Regions from separate parts of the Mus musculus genome. Here all the other regions are linked to region 2. A link is a contact called in public HiCAR-type and promoter capture Hi-C data. All regions are on one chromosome and are shown on one strand. Each heading gives the region's core, a stretch centred on a gene start, on an enhancer-like site or on the middle of the called end of the contact. The rest is flanking DNA. Distances are from core to core; before and after follow the strand shown.

What was found. Promoter capture Hi-C pulls out the DNA fragments that hold promoters and counts their contacts. HiCAR-type assays count read pairs that join an accessible place to other places.
Region 1: a HiCAR-type map of astrocytes shows a contact between it and region 2, with 6 times the contacts expected there. The contact joins the promoter of Atp10b here to the promoter of Hmmr in region 2. A contact is called at or near these places in 2 of 39 promoter capture datasets (cranial neural crest and hippocampal neurons) and 1 of 115 datasets of contacts at active chromatin or transcription factors (astrocytes).
Region 3: a promoter capture Hi-C map of 3T3-L1-derived adipocytes shows a contact between it and region 2, with 10 times the contacts expected there. The contact joins the enhancer-like site here to the promoter of Hmmr in region 2. A contact is called at or near these places in 5 of 39 promoter capture datasets (3T3-L1-derived adipocytes, cranial neural crest, hippocampal neurons and 2 more).

Annotation. Positions count from the first base shown.
Region 1 is chr11:43,147,758-43,151,423 of GRCm38.p6, forward strand. Atp10b (ATPase, class V, type 10B) reads left to right here and starts at 2,120. Exons shown (of 23, transcript NM_176999.3): 1 at 2,120-2,195.
Region 2 is chr11:40,732,008-40,735,875 of GRCm38.p6, forward strand. Hmmr (hyaluronan mediated motility receptor (RHAMM)) reads right to left here and starts at 1,430. Exons shown (of 18, transcript NM_013552.2): 1 at 1,307-1,430. The coding sequence starts at 1,352. Nudcd2 (NudC domain containing 2) reads left to right here and starts at 1,654. Exons shown (of 4, transcript NM_026023.5): 1 at 1,654-2,147. The coding sequence starts at 1,959.
Region 3 is chr11:43,181,036-43,185,059 of GRCm38.p6, forward strand. The region is part of intron 4 of Atp10b (ATPase, class V, type 10B); the gene reads left to right. Among named protein-coding and RNA genes, the nearest start is that of Atp10b, 33 kb to the left of the region's middle. Within about 2 kb of position 2,691, at least 50 of the 459 cell types and tissues checked have an H3K27ac peak or open chromatin away from gene starts, as enhancers often do. A contact at or near this core is called in 3T3-L1-derived adipocytes, where this site is marked.

The DNA.
Region 1 (3,666 bases), core at 870-3,369, 2.4 Mb after region 2:
AACCACCAAACTCCATGTGCTTGGGCAGAACTTTGTGGTGGAGGGAGCACTGTGTAAAAGTTCTGACAGTGGCCAAGCCTCTTCCAGAAAGGGCCTATAAATGTCAAGCAAAGTTAAGGCCTGAAGAGCTGGGTCCCCTCAAGGCAAGAACCTGTGAGGCCAGAATCTCCTGGCCTTTCCAGAGGGATTTCTTGGTTCACTTTTGCCTTGTGTTTGCAGATTTTTGGCTCTGCTATTGGCAGTTTTTACTGACACTTTGTCTGTGACAGACGTTTCCCTAGAATCAGAAAAAGAAAGCTCCAGCCATGATTCACTCTTGTTCATCTCTGAGGATTGTGGGAGCAGAAGAGATCCTTATTAACTCCTTTGCTTGTTAATAAGGATGATTTGGTTGAGTCAACACCAGAGCTTGTCTGGGTATGTCAGCTGATGGCCAGATGTTCTCTCCCGATAGGAACTTGGCTCGGACAACAATTTGCCCACGCAACTGTTCCAAACAACAGTTAGGTGATTATCAAAAATTGAGAAAGGTCTTGCTGGATCATTGGTTCCAAGAATAAATGAGAACACTCAGAGATGCTAAAACAAGAGAGAGGAACTGTCTCAGGTTACTAATTTGCTGGGAGCCCTTGGCATTAAAGGAACTAGATCTCCTGATCAGGATGTGGGGAGACAGTAGGTACCAATAAATAAGTCCGAATTTCCTGGATATGTAGCCTATCACTTCTTTATACTGTAACTGCAATTGCTGCCAACTACAGACACTTGGCTATGTACCTGTGTTCTGGGTTAAATATTAACTGATTGCTGAGGCCAAGTGGATTATGGGTTACCAGAAAAAAGCAGGGATTGAGGAAGAGAAGGAAGGGAAAAGTACAGTGTGCACATTATTTGCAAATGTAGGAGGTCCTTAAAAGAGGTTGTTCATAAAAAAATTAATATAAAACTTTTCAGCTGTGGAAAAAAAATAGATATGGGAATAGAGGTAAACTGAGCTGTCTCCGTGCCAGAGTGTATGAACTGCTCTTCTCCGTCCAAGTCTTTCACAGACTCCATACATCCTCCTTCAGGTTCTAAAACCACTAGAGCTGGGCCCCAGCCTCTCTTCTTCCTATTCTGATGGATAGGAAGCAAAAAGAGAAGATTACACAGGCTGAGGCCAAAACAAGTCACAGCCCAGAGACTTACGTTATCTGCAAAGAGGCTTGGCCTCCTACTTTTCACCACCCCACAATAATACTGTCACAGTGCAAATGCATCAAGCCGGAGCCGGAGCCATCGGTGCCCAGGCATCCCTCAGAACAGTGCTTCCCAGTCTTCTGAATGCTGCATTTATTTAATACAACTCCTATATTATGGAGCACAAATTGTTTGTTTCATTGCTACTTTATAGCTATAACCTTGCTTCTGTTATAAATCATAATGTTAATATTTTTGGAATCAGAGGTTTGACAAAGGAGTTACAGCCCACAGGTTGAGAACTGCTACCCTAGACATGTCTTAATCCAAATATAGTAACAATCAAATCAGCCATCTAGGAAGAATATCTTCTTGGCCAGGCACTCAGGTGTGAGATATACCAAATGGAATTATAATCCCCAAGACAAAGATGATAGAAAAGACCAGCTTACATTTATGATACAAGCAGTGGTCACCACAGCCTAGTCACTGCATGTCCAGGTGTCCTTGAAAAGTATCTTTCTGCGCTGTTCCACTTTCCATTCTCATTGAAATACCAGCAACAGCAACAACAAACAGAAAGATAGAAAGAAAAAGGAGAGAGACACAGAGACACAGAGACGCAGAGAGAGAGAACCTATAAAACCTACTAGGCTGCCATTCAAATTGTTGTATAGTTGATAATGACATTGAACTGCTAGTCCTCCTGCCTGTCTCCTGAGTGCTGGGATTATGGACGAATGCCCTCTATACCAGGTTGTGATGGTTTGTATATGCTCAGCCCAGGGAGTGGCACTGTTAGAGGGTGTAGCCCTGTTTGAGTAGGTGTAGCCTTGTAGGAGTAGGTATGTCAGTGTGGATGTGGGCTTAAAAACCCCATCCTAGCTGCCTGGAAGCCAGTATTCTCCTAACACCCTTCAGATGAAGATGTAGAACTCTCAGCTCCTCCTGCACCAGGCCTGCCTGGATGCTGTCATTCTCCTGCCTTGGTGATAATGAACTGAACCTCTAAACCTGTAAGCCAGCCCCAATTAAATGTTGTCCTTTATAATATTTGCCTTGGCCATGGTGTCTGTTCACCGCAGTAAAACCTTAACTAAGGAATAGGTTTATGTTTGGTGGAACCCAATGCCTCTTGCTTTTTGTACTCTGCCTACAAGCTATGTCCCCAGACCCATCCATTTGATGTCCTGCTCTGAAATTTTGTAAGGTTAAAATGTTCATAGCCAAAGAAATCCTAAAGACTAAAGAACTCTTGGTAATGGAATCCATGTGACATGGAAATTGAAGGAGGCAACTCTGGAGGGAGAAGGAGTGGACCAGAAGGGGGAAGTACATAGGGCATGCAGAGAGAGAGTGGGTGGAGCAATTAAAACAAAGCATGTTGACATATATGGATAAAAATGTTATAATAAAACCCATTACATAGTATGCTAACTTTTTAACTTAATTTAATTTAATTTTTGGTTCTTGGTTTTTCAAGACAGGATTTCTCTGTGTAGGCTTGGTTATCTTTGAACTCTCTCTTTAAATCAGGCTGGCTTTGAACTCACAGAGATCCTCCTGCCTCTCTCTCTCAAGTGCTAGAACTAAAAGTGTCTACCACCACCGTCCAGCCATATGTTAACTAATTTTTTTAAAAATTCAATTAAAAAGTATTTAAAATATAAACATTTCTCATTTTGTCTTAAAATATGTCAACACAATTTTATGTACTTCCCAATTTGTTCCTCTCAAATTTGTTCCTACATGGATAGTATTAGGAATATGATTATTCTTCCAGAGGACCTAGGTTCAATCCTCACACTCACATAGTGACTAACAACTGTCTGTAAGTTTAGTTCCAGGACATCCAATAACCTCTTCTGGCCTCTTCAGGCACCAGACACATAAATGGTACACAGACAAATATGCTGGTAAAATACATATCTATACATATACATTAAAAATTTAAATTAACCACATGAGCAAAGGATGGTAAAAATAGCTTTCTTCATTTTTTAAAAGCCAATTCATTATTTTAAAGGTTTCTTTATTTTTATATCATGTGTCTATATGTACATGCTTGAATGTATATATGTATGTATGTATATGATGTGTATACCTAGTACCTACAGAGCCCAGAAGAGACTATCAGATCCCCTGAAACTGGATTTGCATGTAATTGGCAGCCATCTGATGGCTGGGAACTGAACTCACCTGGGTTCTCTGTAAGAACTGCACTCTTAAGCACTAAGCCATCTCTCTAGCCCCTCTTTCTTCTTTTTATGTTGAAGATGAACAAGGTGAATGGAGAACGTTTACTGTTAAGAATGAGCCAAATTTAGCCTCCTAGCATCCCATCTTTGCAGACCACAATTTGGCTTTTCCATGACATCATCAACCATGTCATCAACAACTGCCACACTGACACCATCACTTGCTTTCACAATGCTGATCCTTGTGGTAGTTGTATAATTTTTTTTTATTGTTTACTTAATGTATCTG
Region 2 (3,868 bases), core at 180-2,679:
CTGTAGAACCTAAGTTGTCTGAGTTCCCTGGAAATGGTGTGGCCATGGAGATGGCTGTGTCTGATCACTCACTTGACCTTGTGAATGGAGGAACGTTGATAGAAACCAGATAGAGACTACTAACCAGTACATGCTACAGAGGATATAAACCGGCCTTTCATCTTCCGCTCCATCACTTACTTGCTGGCTGCATAATATAGTCAGAAACTCTCTCAATGTTCTCATTTGTAAAGAGTACAACTTTGGTACTTTTCTCGTCTAGCTGTTCAAAGGAATAACATATAGACCTTACGACAGTACAGCTGCACAGTTAGCATCTATCACCTCACACCCAAGGCTCTAGTTACTTGTGCATAAACCACAGCCCTTAAGAGCATAGCATATATCCTTGGAAGTCTGGGTTCCCACTCCATTTCTGCCAATTTAGTTTCATAAAATTGAGTGGATTTCAGTCTCATTTTTCATTTACTTCCAACATGCTATTAATTTGTTGTAGGTGTGAGTTACTGACAGTCTATGTAGCTCAGGCCACTAGGTCTGGAAGTGTCTATTTCTTACAGGTGAAAACATTAAAAATTACTTTATTCTAACTGTTTAAATGCTATCACCATCTACACTCAATTTACTCTGTCATCTACACACCAAGTTCCACTATTCTATTGTTAAAATGCTGAACATTACTTAAGAATTGTTTCATGAGATGGCTCAGTGGGTAAGAGCACTGACTGCTCTTTCAAAGGTCATGAGTTCAAATCCCAGCAACCACATGGTGGCTCACAACCATCTGTTATGGGATCTGAGGCCCTCTTCTGGTGTGTGAGGACAGCTACAGTATACTCATGTTAATAAATCAACCTTAAAAAAATAAAATATTAAAAAAGAAATTCCAAAGAACTGTTTCACGAGTGGAAAAGAATCCGTGGGCAGCTGTCTTTACTGAACAGATTTCTCAGTCTTTATGCTTTTATATCTGAATGCAATGTCAATGCAGAAAATTCTAAAGAGAGTAACTTCTTTTTAAAAAGAAAAGTAGCGCCTGCCAACTCCTAATCCCCTTCAACCAGCTGTGGTTTCTCCATGGTGTTGATGGCATATTTTGGAATCTCACGCTTGAAGACTCGCTGTGTGCAGGGATGACCTCATTTCACGTAGGGCCGCGTCTCTACCATCCCACACTGCGCTAACCAGGTGTTTACTGCGTGAATTTGGAGAAAAACAAACACCGCCCCAGCCCTAACCTGGCTTTCGAATGACTGGGAAACGAGGGCACATCCCCTTCCCACCCTGTTCCCCCACCCGTACGTACCCGAAGGGTCATTGAATCTCTTCAGGGGCGCCTTAGGAAAGGACATTCTGACGCCTGGGTCCAGATGAGACAGCAATCAAACGCCCCAGCAAACTGTCAGCTCGCCTGAATTCAAATTTACCTCAACTTTCCCCCTCAGCCAATCAGAAAACCTAAACCTATCTGGCCAATCCTGCATGGTCCAAAGAGCATGCGCACTAGATTCCTACCGCCGCCCAATCGGAAGGTTTGTAAGTTTAAGCTAGTAGCCAATAAGAGGCTGCTCCTGATCGTCGCCGCAAACAGCTCTATCCAATCACTTCTGGTTTTACTCAGTTTTACTGGGTAGCCCAGTTCGCGCAAGCGCACTTCACAGGCCGGTGGACGCGTCGGAATTTTGGCGTCACACAGGTTTAAAGATCGCAGGCACTTTTCTCCTTTGTTCCGGCGTCAGTGTTCTTTGGATGTCAACATCTCTAGGCTTCGGTCGATTTCACCAGGGCTCACGAGTGTCTTAAATGGGCTCTGAAAGGGAGAATTTTGCACACTCGGACACGCCAGTTTGGACTCTTGCGCATGTGCAGTGACCCCAAGGCGCCGAGGGCAAGCCCAGAGCCTAGTCCCGCCGGTGTAGTGCTCTCCCGGAGCCGTGTGCCTGCGTGGCGTCTTCAGAATGTCCGCCCCGTTTGAGGAGCGCAGCGGGGTGGTTCCTTGCGGGACTCCGTGGGGACAGTGGTACCAGACCCTGGAGGAGGTGTTCATTGAAGTCCAGGTGCCCCCCGGCACTCGCGCGCAGGACATCCAGTGCGGCCTGCAGAGTCGGCACGTGGCTCTGGCCGTGGGTGGCCGCGAGATCCTCAAGGTAGCAAGCCAGGGCTTGTCCCGAGTTCCTTCTTCTGGCTTTCCCGCACCCCGAGCCCTAAAATTCACGGTGTCAGAGGGATGACTGCTGGGTGTGGCAAGGTTAGTTCCTGGCTGGTAGAAAGAAGTGGTAAATTGTTCTGGCGAGGGGTCTCCACGGAGCACTGCACCCACAGAGCAGATTTTGCGCGGGTAGAACTCAAAGATTTTGTTCTCCACTTTATTTCTAAAATAGGTTTGGGGTGCTTTTATTTCCTCCGGAGTTCCTGCTGACAGAAGGCTAAGTAGGTCAAAAGAACGAATATGCGTCTTCTGGGCACCGATGGGAGTCCCAGAGACTAGACAAAAGGATTCTGAACTCTGTTCATGACGTGTAGGCTAATACAGGCACTTACAAGCAAGGCTAGGGTAATGGGATGAGGATTCCAAGATGTCAGATTGGTTTTCTAAATAACAAGTTTCTTGCATGTTGATCTTCATCGTAGTGAAAAGGTGTGTGAAGTTACCTAATTTCACCAAATTTTTAATCTGGTCACATTTCCCCGTTTTTGGTTAAGAATTTATTAAGACTCACATAACAATCAGGCTATACTTTACACCTAGATTAGATGCATAGCCTGTTGGAGGATGACTGTATAATGTAGTGGTGAACGGAGACATGATACTGTGTTTTGTAACCTTGGGCAGGAGAAGGAAAATTAGTCAACAGCTAATTGGATATCAATTTCTGCAACATGTGATTTGAACCTTTTTAAGAAACTGGCCTTTTCTAGTGCCAGCTTCTCAAAAGAGATTGAACTAGCTTTAATAACATTGAGTTTAAAAGAGAGAGCACTTTTAAGGCAGGTGTTGTGGTGCACGCTTTTAATCCCAGCATTTGGGAACCTTAGGCAGGTAGATCTCAGCTCAGCGAATTAGGCCAGCAAGCCAGATGTACTAAGCCAGCTCCATGACTCCATAGAGCAGTGGTTTTCAGCCTTTCCTAATGCTTCGCTCCATTAATAAAGTTCCTCATGGCCGGGTGTGGTGGGCACACGCCTTTAATCCTAGCACTCAGGAGGCAGAGGCAGGGGGATTTCTGAGTTTGAGGCCAGCCTGGTCTACAAAATGAGTTCCAGGACAGCCAGGGCTTTACAGAGAAACCCTGTCTTCAAAAACAAACAAAAAAGTTCCTCATGCTGTGGTGGCCCCCAACAATAAAAACAGTGTCCTTGATACTTCATAAGTGTAATTTTGCATTTACGAATCTGTCATTAAATATCTGGTATGTAGGATATCTGATATGTGACCTTGAAAGAGGTTGAGATGAACAGGCTGAGGACTGACAGACTCTGCTTCAAGAAAACAAAACATAGTCACCAGGTGGTGGCTGTACACACCTTTAATACTAGCATTCAGGAGGCAGAGACAGGATTTCTGTGAGTTTGAGGCTCTTGGTCTATAGAGCAAGTTCCTGGGCAGCCAGGGCTACACAGGGAACACCCACCCCCTTAAAAAATGCAAAACAAAAGAAGGAAAACAAAAAATAGGACATTTTTTCTAGTTTTAGTAGGAGTCCCTGTCTTGTTCATATTAATTAATTGGTAAAGCGTTTTATATGTTAATGTTGCGTTCTATCATAAAGAGTAGTATGTCTTCTCCTGTTTTGTGTAGTGGTGGTGGTCCCTGTGTGTTTCTTCCATGGTAAAGTTGTCAGATTTGTAAACTGGACTCTGATTAGGC
Region 3 (4,024 bases), core at 1,441-3,940, 2.5 Mb after region 2:
GAATCACACTAAGGTCTTAATGGATGATAGCATAAAGATTTCAGACTTTCTCCATTCTACCATCTCCATAGCTTAGGATAATATATTTAGATTTAAATGTTGGCCTACACAACCTTAACCAGTAAGAAAAATTGTGTGTATTTAAACTCAATATGAAAAATATTTCTTGTCTCAAATGATAACCATACCTATCTAACATGTGGATTAATCAAAAATCTTAGTTGCAGGATGGCTCAGGCAAGTAAATGTTACACAACCATCCCTGGGGATGTACGTTGGATCTCCAGCACCTGTGTTAAAACTACGAAGGGGATGTGAGCCTATAATCCTAGCATCATCAAGGTAGAGACAGGAGCATTCCTCCCTCAGCATGCTTGATCACCCAATCTAATCTAATCAATAAGCTCTAGCTTTAGTAAAGGACAGTGACTCAAATCATTTTGTGAAGAGAAATGAAAGACAGCTGTCCCAACTTCTGCCCTGTACAAGACAAAACACACATATGCATACAAACACACACACACACAATACCTTGGTTGCATATGGCAAAATGCTGACTAAAAATACCTTGCCCAAAATGAAAATTGTTGGAAAAATACAAGGTGAGTGCGCCTTAGGCCTTGTGGTGCCAGGAAGTGAGAATCCATCAGGATAAGCTCCACTTTGGGCCCAGCTCCCATTTAATTCCTAGAGAGGAGTAATCAGTCTTTTTGATACGTATGTCAGGAAAGCATCCCAGGGAAAGAGACTGATTGTCCCAGGTTAGGTATCATATACCCATTCCTGGACCAATTAACTATGGCCAGAGTGTCAGGGTTCTCTGAACTGCATCCTCCGTCTGAAAGTCATAAGGAGGACTGATCTGTGGAGAAAAAGGGTTTTGAGCAACAAAGCAATGGATATCCATTACAGACTCAGACTGTAAAATCCTACATTACATATGACCATGGTTGTATACTATATAGGGCAGGGTCTGGATGTCCTCTAACTCTCTCCTATATCCCTTCCCCCATGCTAGTCTTTCTTCCCCGAAACCTGCTTCCTGTCTTAGTTCCTCTGCCTTCCCAATATTGTGGATCGAATAGCAGGTTCTTACTCTTCTCTGGGCTTCTGTAGATGTTGCTACTTCTCATTCTTCTTCACCCCATCTTCCAGTTAATCAATTCACTTTCTCATCCAATGCTATAGAATGTCTAGTTGTTAATGCCTGGCTTGGATTTTCATTGCCATTATTTATTGGCAGAGGTGACACGTTATGATTGTATCTTCTGTGAACAGCTCAATATAGCTTCTCGAGTTGAAATTTATACTCTGCTTTTTACGGCCTCTTTTGCCAAAAACATTGGGTTTTCCCATTGTTTTCCCGTGTTTTTGTTATCTCTAACAAGACAGTTTTATACAGAGAAGGTTTGTCTTTACAGTGAATACTCCCTTAAGACATCACTGCCCCTCCTATGGCAGTTGTCCAGAGTTTATGCCTCATGTCACTTATTTATTTTTTCACTGAGTGTAGATGACAGGCCTTCTCTGTGAAGTAATGCAATGACATATTCCTGGGGTCGAAGACAAAATAAACACAGGCCAGGGAATAGACTAAGCCAATGAGTTCTAATCAGAAATTAATGACTGCATGACACAGTCCTTGGTAAACAACTCTACTAATATTTCTTTTGGAAATGATCCGGGGACAAAATCATTCTTTTTCTGATATTTTGTTGGAATGTCAAACCCAGACATTATAAGGAATATGTCACAGCAAGACCTTAAGATTTATTAGTCTTGAATTAAAACAAAAAACAAAACAAAACAAAAAAACCATAATATCCATCTACTTGGAAAAAGGAAACTCAACCTACAAGGAAGCATTAAGGTCCCGTTCAGATGGCCTTCCAGCCCAAGCCATGTTCTTGTATGCCAGTAGCTGTGGCAGGAAGACTGTCCAGATGACTGGGAATGTAGACTAGCCCCTCCTCCAGAGACAGATGGAAGGGATTACTCATCACACCCAGTGGTTATCTTGAAAAGGACAATCACCAACCAGGAACTAGAAAGTTTGCCAAGTGCCAGTAATTGTTAGTAGTTTCAGATAGGGTTTGCAGAAATTAGGGCTTCCTTCATTTGCATTCCAGGAAGGAAACAATGATTTATCCCAGCAGATGATGTATGGTGAACATTTGCTATCACGATTTAGATACCCTAGTGAAACACTTTTTTTTTCTTTAAAAGAGTGAGTGAAGAGGAATTCCCCAATTCTACAGTATTCCTCCTCACTGCTTTTTTAGTTGGCATGGTGTTCTGCCAGCCTTTTAACTCCTTTATGGCATGGCCCATTGATCAGATTAGGAGAGGTATCCCTACCCTTGCTTTGTTGGGCTAATCCAGGTCCAGGAATCTTCATGGTGGCCCCCTCTCCTGAGCACCATGAGAAAATGGACTCAGCAGTAAGCAAGCGTAGTGATAACTGACTCCACTCTTCTCTTTAACAGACATCCTCGGCTCCTAGTAAAATCTGGATGAATACATGTGTTCTGTGTTAGAGGAAAGGCCGGCTGTTTCCTTTCCTTCAATGAGCACAGAATTTCTAGATTGACAGGGGTTTCAAAATGATTTGAAACATGAATCCTGTACTCTAAGACCATATGACTGTGAGTCACTGTTACTTTATAGCTGTGTTTCTCAACCTTCCTAATGCTACAACCCTTTAACACAGTTCCTCGTGTTTTGGTAACCTCCAACCATAAAAACATTTCTGTTGCTACTTCATAACTGTAACTTTGCTACTGTTATGAATCATAATGTAACTATCTGATATGGAAGAATTCTGATATAAATGACCCCCCCCCATCAGTTAACCCCCAAAGGGGTCACAACCCACAGTTTGAGAACCACTGCTTTATACCTTGTGTGACTCCAAAACAAGTAGTAATGCTTTCAGTGTTCATTAACAAAGAAAAATACAGATTTAGCAAAACTACTGTGGAATTGGTGACCTTTTGTGGGAATTAATCATCTACCAGTCTTGATTAAAAACAGGAGTCTCTAAACAAAAGGGTGTGAGTATAGGAAGGTCAGGCGGGCCACACTGGTGAGAGTGAGGTAAAATGAGGGGCAGAGGAAACAATAAGCAGGATTATTAAACGTGTACAAAATGGTCATAGAACAAATGTAAACATTTAAAATATAAATGATTGGAGCACAAATAATTAAAAATAAAATTCTCACAAAATTTGTAAAGTAACACTACATCTATGTTACGAAAGAAAGTGTGCTGTGTGGCCATGGAGTGGAGTGACCACTACAGGGAATTGTGTTCTTTTCTTCACAAGTAACAGAATTCTGTGAGATGGTTCTAGATAATTGGAACAAAAGAGAATTGTAATAAGAATGCGGTAGGAAAAGGAAGGGAAGGAAGAACATATAATAAGGCTCGGTGGTTGAAAAGAAAGCTTGAGGATTTGGACTTAGAAACCACAACTAGGAATCCAAGATGACAGTGAAGGACTGAAAGGAATAATAAGTTAACGGTCTTGTGTGATTTTCCTTCCTGGAGTCATTGCACTCAGCTCACAGTCCCACAGTGGGACAGCATAAGAGGCAGGATGCCTTGACTTACGTCAAGATGTGAGCAAGGGATGAAGGGGCTACAGGAGCTTGTTTTGCAAAGAATATGGAAGAGGAGATAAGGAAACATGGAGCAGTGGTCTACTAAAATATCAAAAAGTGAAGCAGGGACTTGTTAACCAGTTTAATTGAATGACTTGATAATCCATTGTGAAAATAACATGATGGTAAGTAAACTTAAAAAAGTAAAACTGGAAGAACACGTAAGGGGTTTCCTGTCCTAACCTGTTCTCACTGTTACAATATGCTCCAGCCAGATTGCTTTAGATTGCATTTCCTGGTGGCCTTGACAGTGGCCAGCTTGCTGTATCTGAGATAAAGGTCAGCAAAAAGTAAGACAACACAGCCTGGGAAGTTATGACACCCTGACTTTTGGACCACTTTGTTTTGCTTTCAAAGGTAC